Linked DNA regions of Sus scrofa: region 1 is linked to region 2. A link is a contact called in public HiChIP or PLAC-seq data. All regions are on one chromosome and are shown on one strand. Each heading gives the region's core, a stretch centred on a gene start, on an enhancer-like site or on the middle of the called end of the contact. The rest is flanking DNA. Distances are from core to core; before and after follow the strand shown. Region 1 has its middle 38 kb from the start of VPS54. Region 2 has its middle 120 kb from the start of PELI1.

Evidence for each region. HiChIP or PLAC-seq counts read pairs in DNA pulled down with a chosen protein or histone mark.
Region 1: a contact with region 2 is called in an H3K27ac HiChIP or PLAC-seq map of alveolar macrophages. The contact joins two enhancer-like sites. A contact is called at or near these places in 2 of 47 Hi-C or Micro-C datasets (embryonic fibroblasts and epiblast stem cells) and 2 of 2 datasets of contacts at active chromatin or transcription factors (alveolar macrophages and skeletal muscle).

The regions. Positions count from the first base shown.
Region 1 is chr3:77,814,292-77,820,980 of Sscrofa11.1, forward strand. No RefSeq gene overlaps it. Among named protein-coding and RNA genes, the nearest start is that of VPS54, 38 kb to the right of the region's middle. Within about 2 kb of position 1,255, at least 27 of the 83 cell types and tissues checked have an H3K27ac peak or open chromatin away from gene starts, as enhancers often do. A contact at or near this core is called in alveolar macrophages, where this site is marked.
Region 2 is chr3:77,618,054-77,624,583 of Sscrofa11.1, forward strand. No RefSeq gene overlaps it. Among named protein-coding and RNA genes, the nearest start is that of PELI1, 120 kb to the right of the region's middle. Within about 2 kb of position 1,833, at least 13 of the 83 cell types and tissues checked have an H3K27ac peak or open chromatin away from gene starts, as enhancers often do. A contact at or near this core is called in alveolar macrophages, where this site is marked.

The sequences.
Region 1 (6,689 bases), core at 5-2,504, 200 kb after region 2:
TCAGCATTTTTTTTTCATTTCAGAAGCTTTTATTTTTCTTATTTTTTAAATAGTTCATGCTTACACATGGTACAAACGCAGTAAGGTACAAAAGGTATACCGTGAAAAATAAATCTTTCACCTCTATCCCCCAGCTACCCTCCCTGGAGGCATTCAGTGTTGACAGAATTGATCCCTGCCCTCCCCTCCCCCCTCTGGAGGTGCAGAAACTGCGTTTTCTTCATGCAACGAAAATACAGACCTTTCTAATGCGGCAAATTTGAAATGGATACATTAAAAAATATATCAGATTTACAAACGTTTTATATATATATATATATATATATAGTAACTGTATTGTCTATAATGACTTCTTGCTCAAAAGTTCCCATTGATGTAGGTGGAAAACACTCGATCTTGCCAATTAAAAACACCTCGGTCCTTAAACCAGTCTCCCTTGGGAAATCACTGGCTTTCGGGGTTTCTCTCTCATCCCAGGGTTCTCCTCTCCCCTTCCCTTTCCCCGAATGTTGCCCAGGTGGCAGGCACACTACAGGGGAGGTGCAGGGAAGGCCTGCCAACTGCCAGGCTTTCCTGGCCTCAAGGCTTTGGTGAGTAAATTGTTCTCTCTGGCCTTTGGGTTACCGTGATTCCAGCTACTCACTGGGATCTGAAGGTCGCACACCTTATACCTTCTTGGCCCAAGGCCAGGCCTCTTCCAGCCCATTCACCCCGCCAACCTCCATCATTCCCCGACAGGGTCTCCTGACAACCACGCACAGACCCGGGAACTGGGAGCACGGTCTCCAGGCCTCTGGTTGCCCAAACCTAACATTTCCACCTCTCTGCAGTTGGCCTGGTTCCAAAGGGGAACACAGGGTCCACACCTCTCCTGAACTTAGGGCTCCGCCACCCCTCCTCTGGGGCACCCTGTGCTTATACCCTCTGACTCTCACAGCTTCCTGGCTGCTGCTTAAACTTTTATCTTCCCTGACAGTCATGGGAAAATGGCTCTCACGTCACATCCTGTGTTCTTCCTGGCACTGTCTGTGACCTGCTTGGGGTGGGGGCAGTCCTCCAAGCTCCGCCTCATCCGTGTATAGTTACATATATTTTTCATTTAGCCAAGTCTGGCTTTTACGAATCAAAAGCACTTAATTTCAAACTATTGTCTTCCTATGAATTTTTTTAAATCCTGTTTTGAAACTCAAAGCTAAATGATGACCTATGCACTCTTGGCTGGGTTTTTTTCCTCCCCGTGACTCAAAGCATGACATTGACTCAATGGGTGGGTGAGCCATGGGGACAGGGCTGATTGGGAAGGCAAACATGCTGATTGAGTATCTCATAAATGTTATCTCCATTACATCAGCATAAGGTTTCCAGTGCTCAGAGGAAGCCAATGTCAGTGTGGTAAATGTTACCAAGTTTTCAGTTGTGATGTTGGGTACACCCACTTCATGTGAAAACTTCATGGTCCGCAAACTGAGTATAAGCAAAACCTAATTGTGTGAATTCTGCCATTATCCACCCAGTTAGGCAGTACAAGCGTGAGTCATTCTGGATTCCTCTCTTTTCTTCGCACCCCATATATCCATCTGCTATTCAGAACCATCAAAGGGAAGGGGAGACTTTTTCTGATAGTCACCAAAGCGGCGTATGGGCCAGCAGTAGAAGCCCATGTCTGTCATTGGACTTTCTGCCATTGTCTCCTCCCTGGTCTCCTTGCTTCTATGTTTGACTTCCTACAATCTCTTCTCCACAAAGCAGCCAGACTTATCTTTTAAAATATAATTTAGGAGTTCCCGTCGTGGCGCAGTGGTTAACAAATCCGACTAGGAACCCTGAGGTTGCGGGTTCGGTCCCTGCCTTTGCTCAGTGGGTTAACAATCCGGCGTTGCCATAAGCTGTGGTGTAGGTCGCAGACGCGGCTCGGATCCCGTGTTGCTGTGGCTCTGGCATAGGCCGGCGGCTACAGCTCCGATTAGACCCCTAGCCTGGGAACCTCCATTTGCCACAGGAGCAGCCCAAGAAATAGCAAAAAGACAAAAAATAAAAAAAATTAAAAAATAAAATAAAATATAATTTAGATCTTATCACTTCCCAGCTTCCTTGCCTTAAACCCTCCAATAGCTTCCTATCACTCTTTGAACTGACTCCATCTCCCTCTTCAGCCTTACCTCCTCATCTCCTTCCAAACCTTCCCCCTTACTCTGCTCCAGCCACACTGCCCACCTTTCTGCCCTCAAATACACCAGCCTCATTTTGACCCCAAGGCCTTTGCACTTACTCTTTCTTTATTAGCAAAACTCTTCCCTAGATTGTCATACTGCTGCCTCCTTCTCAGCCTTCAGGCCTCAACTCAGATGTCGTCAAGCAGCCACATCCCACCCCAGGTACCACTGACCAAATTACTCTATTTATCTTCGTAGCCCTTAGTTCCTGAAATTGTATTATTTATTTACATGTTTATTACCTATCTCCTCCTCACTTGGAATGTAACCACCTTGGACAAGAGTTTGATTTGCCTTCCTCAGAATGATATTTTTGCGTTAAACAGTGCCTGGCGCATAATAAACAGTATGTATGTGTGGACCAAAACCAACTTATTTCATCCAAAGGAGAAAAGGAGAAAGACAACATTTTTTAACCTGACAAGCACTCATAGATACCTTTTTATTAGATTCCCATTTAGAAGAAATCATTCATTTCTACTAGTTTCTATGTAAGGGAACCATAAGATTAATGTGGCTTTCTAAAGAGAAACTTGGCTGCAAGACAGAACTAGCATCTATATTTATGTCACAGAAAAGCTGCTTTTTCAGACAATCAAGTCAGATCAAAGTATAAATTGTTAGCCTTATTTGCCAGGTACAAAATTTGAATGATTGCATGTGTGCTGCTGTGTGCTTTACCTGCTGCAGATCATCGGCTATTTTAAGGTTCCCTGATTGCTAAAAGTTGTTTACTCGATTTCTTTCATTTTAAGTGTGGCTGGAGAGGCAGGGCTGCTCAGAGGCAAGATATAAAAAGAGAGGCAACTTTACTGATTTTTCAGGCACTCTATAAAACAATTACCAATAATCTTTATATATTTCTTGTGCTTTCAAAACTAAAAACTAAGCTCTCTTTGATATGAGCTAAAAACTAGTAACTAGTACCCTGGAAAGTCTTGAATAACTGCACAGACACTGAAGCAAGGACTTTAAAACTCAGCTCTGAGTGACATGACTTAGAATAAAGATGCAGGAAAATTAGGCCTCATTTTGTTCAGAAGAGATGAGGTCAAATATACTTCTCCATTCCTATTGTCTCAGAACCTGAAATTTCTGTCATTAGAGCTTCATTTTTTATCCTGGAGTTCTCTTTTAAAATGTATATATTCCTAGAAATATATTAAGCTAACTCATGAAGATATTGAATGTATTCAGATCCATTTTCCTTTCGGTGGGAGATATTACCAGCAAGAGAGCCCTGAACAAGAGGAAAAGATTTGTACTGGGAGAGACTAGAAGCTCCAACTCTGGCTTTTCTGAACCTAGACTGGGCCCAGAACAGTAGTTGTTGAAGTACTCTGGATAATAATATTGTGCAGAAAATGATTTTAAAAGTAAGTTTTGTGATGTGAGTTACTTAATCTAAGAAAATGGATTTTTTAAACTTGAAGTGTTGCTATGCAATGTGAATTTTGATGAATTTTTTTTCCACTTAGGGTCCCAACAGGAAACAGATGGTGCACTTAAATTAGGATTAGTTGAGGAGAGTTTCTTTTCAAAGAGACTCAGGGGGTTGTTGGGATGTAATGGAAACCCAAGGGACAGTCTAGGAACTAGGGGTGGGAAAAGGCAGAATGGCTGACACCCTTAGGCCCTGGGGGACTGATTATCAGAATGAGGAAAGGGAGTGTTATTTCTCAAAGACCATGGCAAGAAGAGCGATGACCCAGCCAACCAGAGGCAGCCTTACTGGGAAAAAGCCAAGGGATGATTACCCTGACCTTGCACTTTTTTCTTCCTCTGGTCTTCTGTAAGGGCTCCCTGCTGGCCAAACCCAACTGGAAGCCAGAGAGAAAGAGAGATGCATTCATACAGGGTCAGCCTCCCTGGGCAGGGAGGGAGGTAGAAAACCATGGAGAGTGGATCTCAGGAACAAATGGAAAATATCCAGGGTAATATTTCCATTCCCTTGACAAGAAGTGCCGAGGAAGAGCCATCCAACATCCCTCCCTCTTCCCACCGTGAGCTTTCAGAGTGATGCTGTCTTGGGCCGGAGGAGAGGAAAAGATATGTTCTTAAAATCAGACCTGGAGGGGTTTTTTTTGGTTTGTTTTTTGTTTTGCTTTTTAGGGCCACACCCTCAGTATATGGAGGTTCCCAGGCGAGGGGGCGAGTTGGAGGTACAGCTACTGGCCTACACCACAGCCACAGAAACTCAGTATAGTCTGTGACCTACACCACAGCTCATGGCAATGCTGGATCCTTAACCTACTGAGCAGGGCCAGGGATCGTACCATGTCTTCATGGATACTAGTTGGGTCCTTAACCCACTGAGCTACAAGGGGAACTCCCAGATCTGGAGTTTTGATTAATATCAGAGACAACTAATTTCTGCATCAATTCTGTGTTTGTAATGGAAATTGATAGTCTGTGACACCAGAGTGGCCAGAGTATTGAAGGGCCTGCCAGAATATTCATCCTAGAGCGGAGAAAGATGACCTGTCCCCATCACCACCTGACTTCATATATATATGTAAAGGAACAGAGGGGGCAAAAATAAATATATATGGTTGCTTTTTGATTAGGTCAGAGAACTGTGCTTATTCAACATACCTCTTACATCAGCTTTCTCACATTATAATTAATGACACTGAATTCCAGAGAGCTTGATGCCCATGCCTATTCGGCAAACCATTCCTCATCCGAGCCTCAACTAGAAATATGACTTGAGACATCTACATCATATGCAGCTATAGGCTTACATAAGCAGTTAGTACTGGGGCAAATTTCAATCAAGGCCAAAGACATCGACTAGCTATCTTTGTCCCTTGCCCACACATATTGCCTTTAGATAGCTCAGGATATTCTGCATGGGGAAGTCTTACTAGCCAGGCCAGGATTCCTTTGTACCTCTGCAGATTTGTACCTCTGCTCTGAGGTTTAGACCTTAGGTTCGTGATTCAGAAACTCAATTTCGGAGTTCCCGTCGTGGTGCAGTGGTTAACGAATCCGACTAGGAACCATGAGGTCGCGGGTTCGGTCCCTGCCCTTGCTCAGTGGGTTAAGGATCCGGCGTTGCCGTGAGCTGTGGTGTAGGTTGCAGACGCGGCTCGGATTCCGCGTTGCTGTGGCTCTGGCGTAGGCCAGTGGCTACAGCTCCGATTCAACCCCTAGCCTGGGAACCTCCATATGTCGCGGAAGCGGCCCAAGAGATAGCAACAACAAAAGACAAAAAAAAAAAAAAAAAAAGAAACTCAATTTCATCTGTTCACCCAAGAATAATCAGGTCTTGATGAATTAATGTATTTGCCAACTTGACAACAAATTTACTGGAAAATCAAAATGTTCATTGTACTAACCTGAGAAATGTTACTATCGAAAAGACAAGATTGGTGTCAGCTGGTCAACAGTCTACAGCTGCATTGTTGAGAGGAAGAATATAGACAGATGAGAAGTTCACTTTCATTCTCAAGAAAATAACTCAAAGTATAAATCTCATTGACAGTGAGATAATATGTAAATGATAATGCATAACATTAATAAATTGCTTTGCTGATAATTCACCCTACATTTTGCAAATTCCTGGATGTATTTACCACAGTGTGGTGAAACCGTGGTGTCATAAAGCTTTGATTAGCCAGAACTTAATTAGAACCTTTAATTTAAAAGAATTTCTTCTGATACATTTTCCAGTTACCAATCTATTTCTTCTCAGCTCACATTCCCCCTTCACTGCCCTGCTTTGTGATGCTGGAGGCGAGTCCTATAAACAGTTCTCCTTTGCAGCTGGCATGATGATTGGTTGGTAAAGAGCACTGCAGGGCCATTGCTTCTCTTCTTTATTCTGATGTGGTTTTCCTTCCCCTGCAGTGCATGACAGCTAGTGAGTGCCAGAGTCCCAGCCACAGTGAACCACCTAGCAAGTCTCACAGGTACCCCAGAAGGTGATTTCTTGCCTCCCCACCTTGACTTGCAGCACCTCAGTGAATTTCTCTGCTATTCAGTGGGTGATAGGTATACCCTCTTCAGTGAGGTCAGAATCTCGCCCTGGGGGTTGTGATGGGGAAGGGCTCTTCCAAATTTTTTCCTTCCCTGGGTATTTGATATTAGTCCTAAAGCAAGCATTCTCGGGGGTGGGGAGGTAAAAATTGGTTCTTGATGGTATGTGTATGTGTGTGGAAAATAATCTTAAGAGTTCCCATTGCAGCTCAGTGGTTAACGAACCCGACTAGCATCTGTGAGGATGCAGGTTCGATCCCTGGCCTTGCTCAGTGGGTTAAGGATTCGGCGTTGCCATGAGCTGTGGTGTAGGTCACAGACGCGGCTCGGATCTGGCGTTGCTGTGGCTGTGGTGTAGGTGGGCGGCTACAGCTCCGATTCAAGCCCTAGCCTGGGAACCTCCATATGCCACGGGTGAGGCCCTAAAAAGACAGAAAGGCAAAAAAAGACAAAAAAGAAAAAGAAAAAGAATCTTAGCTATTACAGTGGTTTATG
Region 2 (6,530 bases), core at 583-3,082:
TTTTAAATTAGTTTTACATTCCTGAAAGTTTGAAGTATCGGAAAGAATTGAACTAGACAGATTTTAAACATTCACATGTTGATGGGTCAATATGGTTTCACCTTTGACCATTTAGTGGCAGGAGGTGCATTTATGTTCTGTCCTTCTAAAAATTAAGAAAGTTGTTTTTCTTTTTTTTTCTTTTATTGAGGTATAGTCGACTCACAATATCGTGTTAAAGGCATACAGCACAGCGATTTAGGTATACATACTCATACACACATGTATAGTCTTACCCAGACTCTTTCCCCTTATAGGTTATTATAAAATATTGAGTATAATTCCCAACATTTATATGTATAATATGTATATTATATTATATATGTATATGTTAGTCCCAACCTCCTAATTTAACCTTCTCTTACCCCCTTTTCCCTTAAGTGAGCATAAATTTATTATCTATGTCTGTGAGTCTCATTCTGCTTTGGAAATAAGTTCATTTATATATCTATATAGATATATATAGGGAGATAGATAGAGATATATATAGATTCTACCTATAAACGATATCACATGGTATTTGTCTTTTTCTGTCTGACTCATTTCACTTGGTATGATAATCTCTAGGTCCATCCATGTTTCTGTGAATGGCATTATTTCATTCTTTTTTTATGACTGAATAGTATTTTATATATATATATATATATATACACACATAATACATATATACATGTACACACACACACACATATTCATATATATATATATGACACATTTTCTTTATCCAGTCCTCTGTTGATGGACATTTAGGTTGTTTCCACGTCTTAACTATTGTAAATAGTGCTGCAGTGAACATTGGGGTTCATGTATCTTTTGGAATTCGTGTTTTCTCCATATATACGCCAGAAAGTTGAGTTTTCTAAAAACATTAGTTAAATTCCTAATTGTTAGAATAGTACCCGCTACAATTAAAATGTAGTACCCACAGTTTTCAGTTTTCATCCACTTTAGGGAAACAGTGGGTAATGAAAACCAATTTCAAAGGAAGAAAGAATAACAAGGAAGTCCCATTCAAAATGGAGCCAACTCATCTGGAATTGAGTTGGTTTCATTTTGGGTAGGCAGCTCTCCCAAATGCTTTCCTGCCATCTCCATTTGTATTCCCTAACTACAGTGGGGGCTGGAAAGTGAGGAAAAGGGGTCACTGTGCCCACAGGCTGAACACTGGAATAAGCTTTACCACTAAGTTAGAAAAAGGAAACCCCTCAGGATTCACATGCTGAGAAAACTACCAGGTAAACTACCACTGTTGATCTTTTACACAAACAGTCGAAGTGTTATTTCCCAAGGCTATTTCACTTTATATATATATATGTGTATATATATATATATTTGAATATATATATATTTGAAATGATGAGGTACCAGGAATACTGCTCAGATGCCAAATTCATTAGCCAATAAGTCTGAGATTGGTTAAAAAAAAAAAAAAAAAAAAAAAAAAGTCCTGCTGTTTTCTCCTGTATATGCCCTGTCCCAGTAGATGACTCACTCAGATTCATACTGGGCCCAATCATAGAGAAGGCAATCAGTGGCTAAAAGTGACTAAGCACTTTAGTAAATTAGCATTCTGGTTTCTCAAATGGTGGGTCGGATTATATTTTCACATCTTCGGACCCACCTCACTATGGCACAGCCTTATCCAAACTCCCCCCAGAGAGAGTACAAGGTAGACACAAGAACCTCTTTGCCCTGAAGAGGACTTTGAGACACTAATTGTTTATGGAGATGAATGGTTACAGTCACTGGGATCTTGAAACTGGAATGCAGCTTATGAAATAGAGCATTATTATTCCAAAACCCACTCTCTGCAGAGGAAGTGGAACTTCTCCAGCCGGTTGGTGAGCTTCTCAGTTGTTTACCTCTGGGCTTCATTTTCAAAGGGAGCTTATTTCCTAGGCCTTACCAGCCACAGGGAAAGAAATTAAGAGTCTAGGTTACAAAGAGGTATTTGATTTCAGGCACCACCTGGTTTCCCAGGATGTCAATGTTCACCAGAGCTCATAGAGGCTGCTTGGGCTGTTCCTGTCCCAGGTCTGAGCTTCGTGGCCCTGTTTCAAGGCAAGCCTCCCCATGGGCCTCAGGAAGCTTATGTCGCTCGTATCAAACATCTTGCTCTGTCTGATGAACCAGAGACCAGTCCCAACCAGACCAGTTGGGAAGGGGGCCAGGGTTGATTCTCACACACTTTTGGGAACCCTGAACCCAACCCGTCCCACTCAGGGCAAGTTGTCCATCTAATCAAGGAATTTAGGGGTCTCTTCTTTTTAATTCTGTTTTATGTAGAGGTCCTAATCCTAAAGTCCAGGACTTGGAGAAAGGCCTTCCTTCTCCTTCAGATCCTCTTTCGCCGAAACCAGCTCAGCAGGATGGGGCTGAAGAACGGGTGCTGCAGAACTTAAGGAAAAAACGGTTAACATAAAACAAGACACAGAGACATTTATCTTAAGTAAAGGTGGGAACTGGGGGACTCAAGGTCTCAGGGACCAAGAGCCCTGCCTCAAGAAACCACACTGCTTTTATTGTGCTCTTGAGGGTTAGGTCAGGTGAAAAGGTGCAGGATATAGGGTTTTTTTTTTTATTATTTTATAAGTTCTTTTATTATTTTAAAAGTCACTTAGCTGGTAGATGGTTAAACTTTTACTCTAAACTTTAGGCATTTAAGAATCATTAGCATTTGAGTTAGCTATCTGTGCATAGCATTTCAGAGAATCCTCACTGTGCTTCCGCAAAAGGCATGCCTATTTGCAGCAACCCTGTGTGCCTAGGTTTGCACCTTGGTTCTCTTTGCTAATGCATATTCTGCTAACGACCACTCATAAACCACTTGGCTGTGAGGTTCCTCTTTCTCTTATTCTTTAGAGGACATATCATGCTTGTACAAATGGTGTTCCAATCTGCACAGGTCCTGCGTGCCTAGACCAATGTATTATGTCCTCATTCAGCTGATCTCGCGAATAACCCATGCCTTTAGGTCTTTGTTCTTAAGCTTAAGTCATTTACCATCCCTGTGACTGTTTCTCAAGCAGGAAGACGGGACAAAGTAAGGAAGGACAAGATGGAGTTTTCAGCAAAGAGGCTAAGAAAATACTATAAAAACATTTCTCGCAACACTCTTTGAGAAAAACTCCAGAGATCGCTTGGATGTTCCTTCCAGCTCCTGAACCAAGCGGGCAGGCTATTTCCGGTTACTGCCCTCACTGTGAGCAGGTATGTAGGTACCCTTTTCATGACAGTACTTGCAGTTAAATACAGGTATCCTGTTCAAACAGGAAATTTACATTTTTCACATTCTTTAGCTAGAGCTAAAGAGGATGCTACAGAAATAGCAGTGTAGATTAGGAATTTGTAGAATGTGAATGTTCTTCACACTTCTCCCTCTGTTGGAAACAATGGTACCTTCTCCATCCTCTTTATCTCAAGCTCCAAAAGGGCTAGAACATGGCATGGTTCTTACAGGACCAGCCTTTTGTGTTGTAACAGACCAGCTTTCAAATCTCCAGGCCACCCCTTCATTTCAAGGATAGGGCTTGAGGAGGACTAATCGACAGAAGAAGAGGAGAACTAGGAAGGCCTGGTATCTGGAATGACAAGAAAAGTGACAGGGTCTGCTGCAAGGAGGATGGGTAAGACAGGTATATGGACAGGTTAAACAGGTGCATGGACAGGATCACAAAGGAGTGGAGTTTTCCAGGAACTTGACTGTGAGGGAGAAGGATCGTGGCAGGCAGGCTGGGGAGAGAGAGTTTTATTTTAAGAAAGAAGAGACTTGACTGTGTTTCTAGGCTGCAGGGAAGGGACCAGAAGTGGGGAGAAGAACCTAAAAGAGGGAGAGCAAAGGTGCAGGAGAGATTAGGGGTCAGTGATGGGCTAGGAGAAAAGAGTAGAGATGAGCATATGAACTCGGAGCATATGAACTCGGAGAAGAGGGGTGATGAAGCTAAAAGAATAAAGGGTGGGTGTGATTTTTTAGAGAAACAGAGAGATGATAAATAGATTATGATATAGATAGATGGCAGGTAGAACAGGTCTGAGTTGCTAAAGTGGAGTAGGCTTGAAATTTTTGGATAGGATGTTGTCCAATACTCTTCTAGAAAGTTAATCTTTTTCTGGAAGAAAATGGAGATGAGCATACCCCTTAGAAGGCTAAGGTAATGGTCTAGCTCAGAGTGCCTGCTGCAGTTTCCCTCCTGTGCCCATGGCAATCATCATTAATGGTCAATCACACTCTTTCCTGCTAAGCTCAAAACCCTTTTCAATGTAGGGCTCCAGTAGCCACCACAAATTAATTGGAATTGGCCTGTGAGATGGGAATTGCTTTCAGTTCTGGCCCAAATGAAACGTAATAAGCATGGGCCAGATTTTTAGCAGCAGGGATGAAGCAATAGCAACATGGAGAAGACTCTTCTTTAAGGAGGACAGGACATCTCACAGCCCAGCCTCACTGACTTACAGCACCCTGAGAGCCAAGGGTGGTTCTAGGGATGACCCTAGAATTGCCCTGGTGATACCCTATGGCCAGTTTGTACTGAAGCCCCAGAGCTCACCTGGACTGCCCCTCACTGCCCCAGGTAGAAATCCCTAGTCAGATAGCCTCGGCTGCCTTCCAGAGGTGGACAGTGAGGCAAAACCCAGGTTGCATGACTCAGTGACCTTCCATATTGGGGATAGATGAGTGTTTCTGGCCCGGGTTTGGTAGTTAATTCTCTTGAGTCACTGTGGGTCATAATATCCTAAAAGACAGACCCAGCCTAAGGCTTTAAGACAAACAGAAGCTGCTTTGGGGCCATCTCTGAGAAACACCTTTCACTTCATCTACTCCGTTTCCCTTTGGATGAGTAGTTTCGGCTGCAGGAAGCCTCACTTCCTTCCTCTCTGCTGGAACTCCTTGATTTTAGGCCTTTGTCTTCTTTAATCCTTGCAAAACTGACCTGTGATTATACAATATGACTGAGACTATTGAATATCTTTAAGCCCAGTGGTGGTAATAGATCAGATATTCATGTTAGAGTTAGCAGTGTTAATTCCAGACTTCATCACAACTTCCCTTAGACTGTTATTAATATTGAAAAGAGTAAGTCATCTATGTGCCATCCTAGTCTCCACTTGTTTAGGGCTTTTAAAATTGTTACCTAATGAAATGGCTTCAATGTGAAGACTTCTGAGACTGTTTTTTTGGGTTTTTTTTTTTGCCGTTTGTCTCTTTGTGCATGTTTGTTTCTGCTTTGGCACTTAGCAGAAGAGCCAAGAACTGGAGAGAGAGGTAAACCCCCTGCGAGTTCAGTGATCCAAAAGGGATTAGGTTTGTTTGTTTTTTTTTTTTTTTTTTTTTTAGTCTTTTTGTCTTTTTTGTTGTTGTTGTTGTTGCTATTTCTTGGGCCGCTTCTGCGGCATATGGAGGTTCCCAGGCTAGGGGTTGAATCGGAGCTGTAGCCACCGGCCTACGCCAGAGCCACAGCAACGCGGGATCCGAGCCGCGTCTGCAACCTACACCACAGCTCACGGCAACGCCGGATCGTTAACCCACTGAACAAGGGCAGGGACCGAACCCGCGACCTCATGGTTCCTAGTCGGATTCGTTAACCACTGCGCCACGACGGGAACTCCAGTTTTTTTTTTTTTTTGAAGTGGGGGTTCTTTACCTGTATTATTATAACTTCATGATAACTCTATGTTGTAAATATTATTTTAAAAAAATTTATGTTATTGATGTGTAGTAGATTTACACTGTTGGGTTAATTTCTGCTGAACAGCAAAGTGATCCAGTTGTATAGATATTTATCCATTTCCATTATGGTTTATCATAGAATATTGAATATAATTCCCTGTGCTGTACAGTAAGACGTTGTTTATCCATTCTATATATAATAAATTGCACCTGCTAATCCCAAACTCCCATTCCATTCCCCCCTCCACTCCTTCTCCCCCTTGACAACCACAAGTCTGTTCCCTATGTCTGTGAATTTTTTTGTTTTATAGATAAGTTTATTTATGTCATATTTTAGATTCCACTTTTAAGTGATATCATTTTGTATTTGTCTTTCTTTTTCTGACTTACTTCACTTAGTGTGATAATCTCCAAGTCCATCCATGTTGCTGCAAATGGCATTTCATTCTTTTTTATGGCCGAGTAATATTCCACTGTACATACCACATCTTCTTTATCCATTCCTCTGCTGATGGACATTTAGGTTGTTTCCATGTCTTGGCTATTGTAAATAGTGCTGTTATGAAAATAGGAGTGCATATATCTTTTGTATTGGAGTTTTCTTCAGATGTATGCCCAGGAGTGGGATTGCTGGGTACTACGGCAACTCAATTATTAGTTTTCTAAGGAACTTCCATACTGTTTTCCATAGTGGCTACACCAATTTACATTCCCAGCAATAGTGTAGGAGGGTTTCTTTTTCTCCAGCATTTGTTATTTGTAGACTTTTTGATGATGGCCATTCTGTCTATTGTGAGGTGATATCTCATTGTAGTTTTGATCT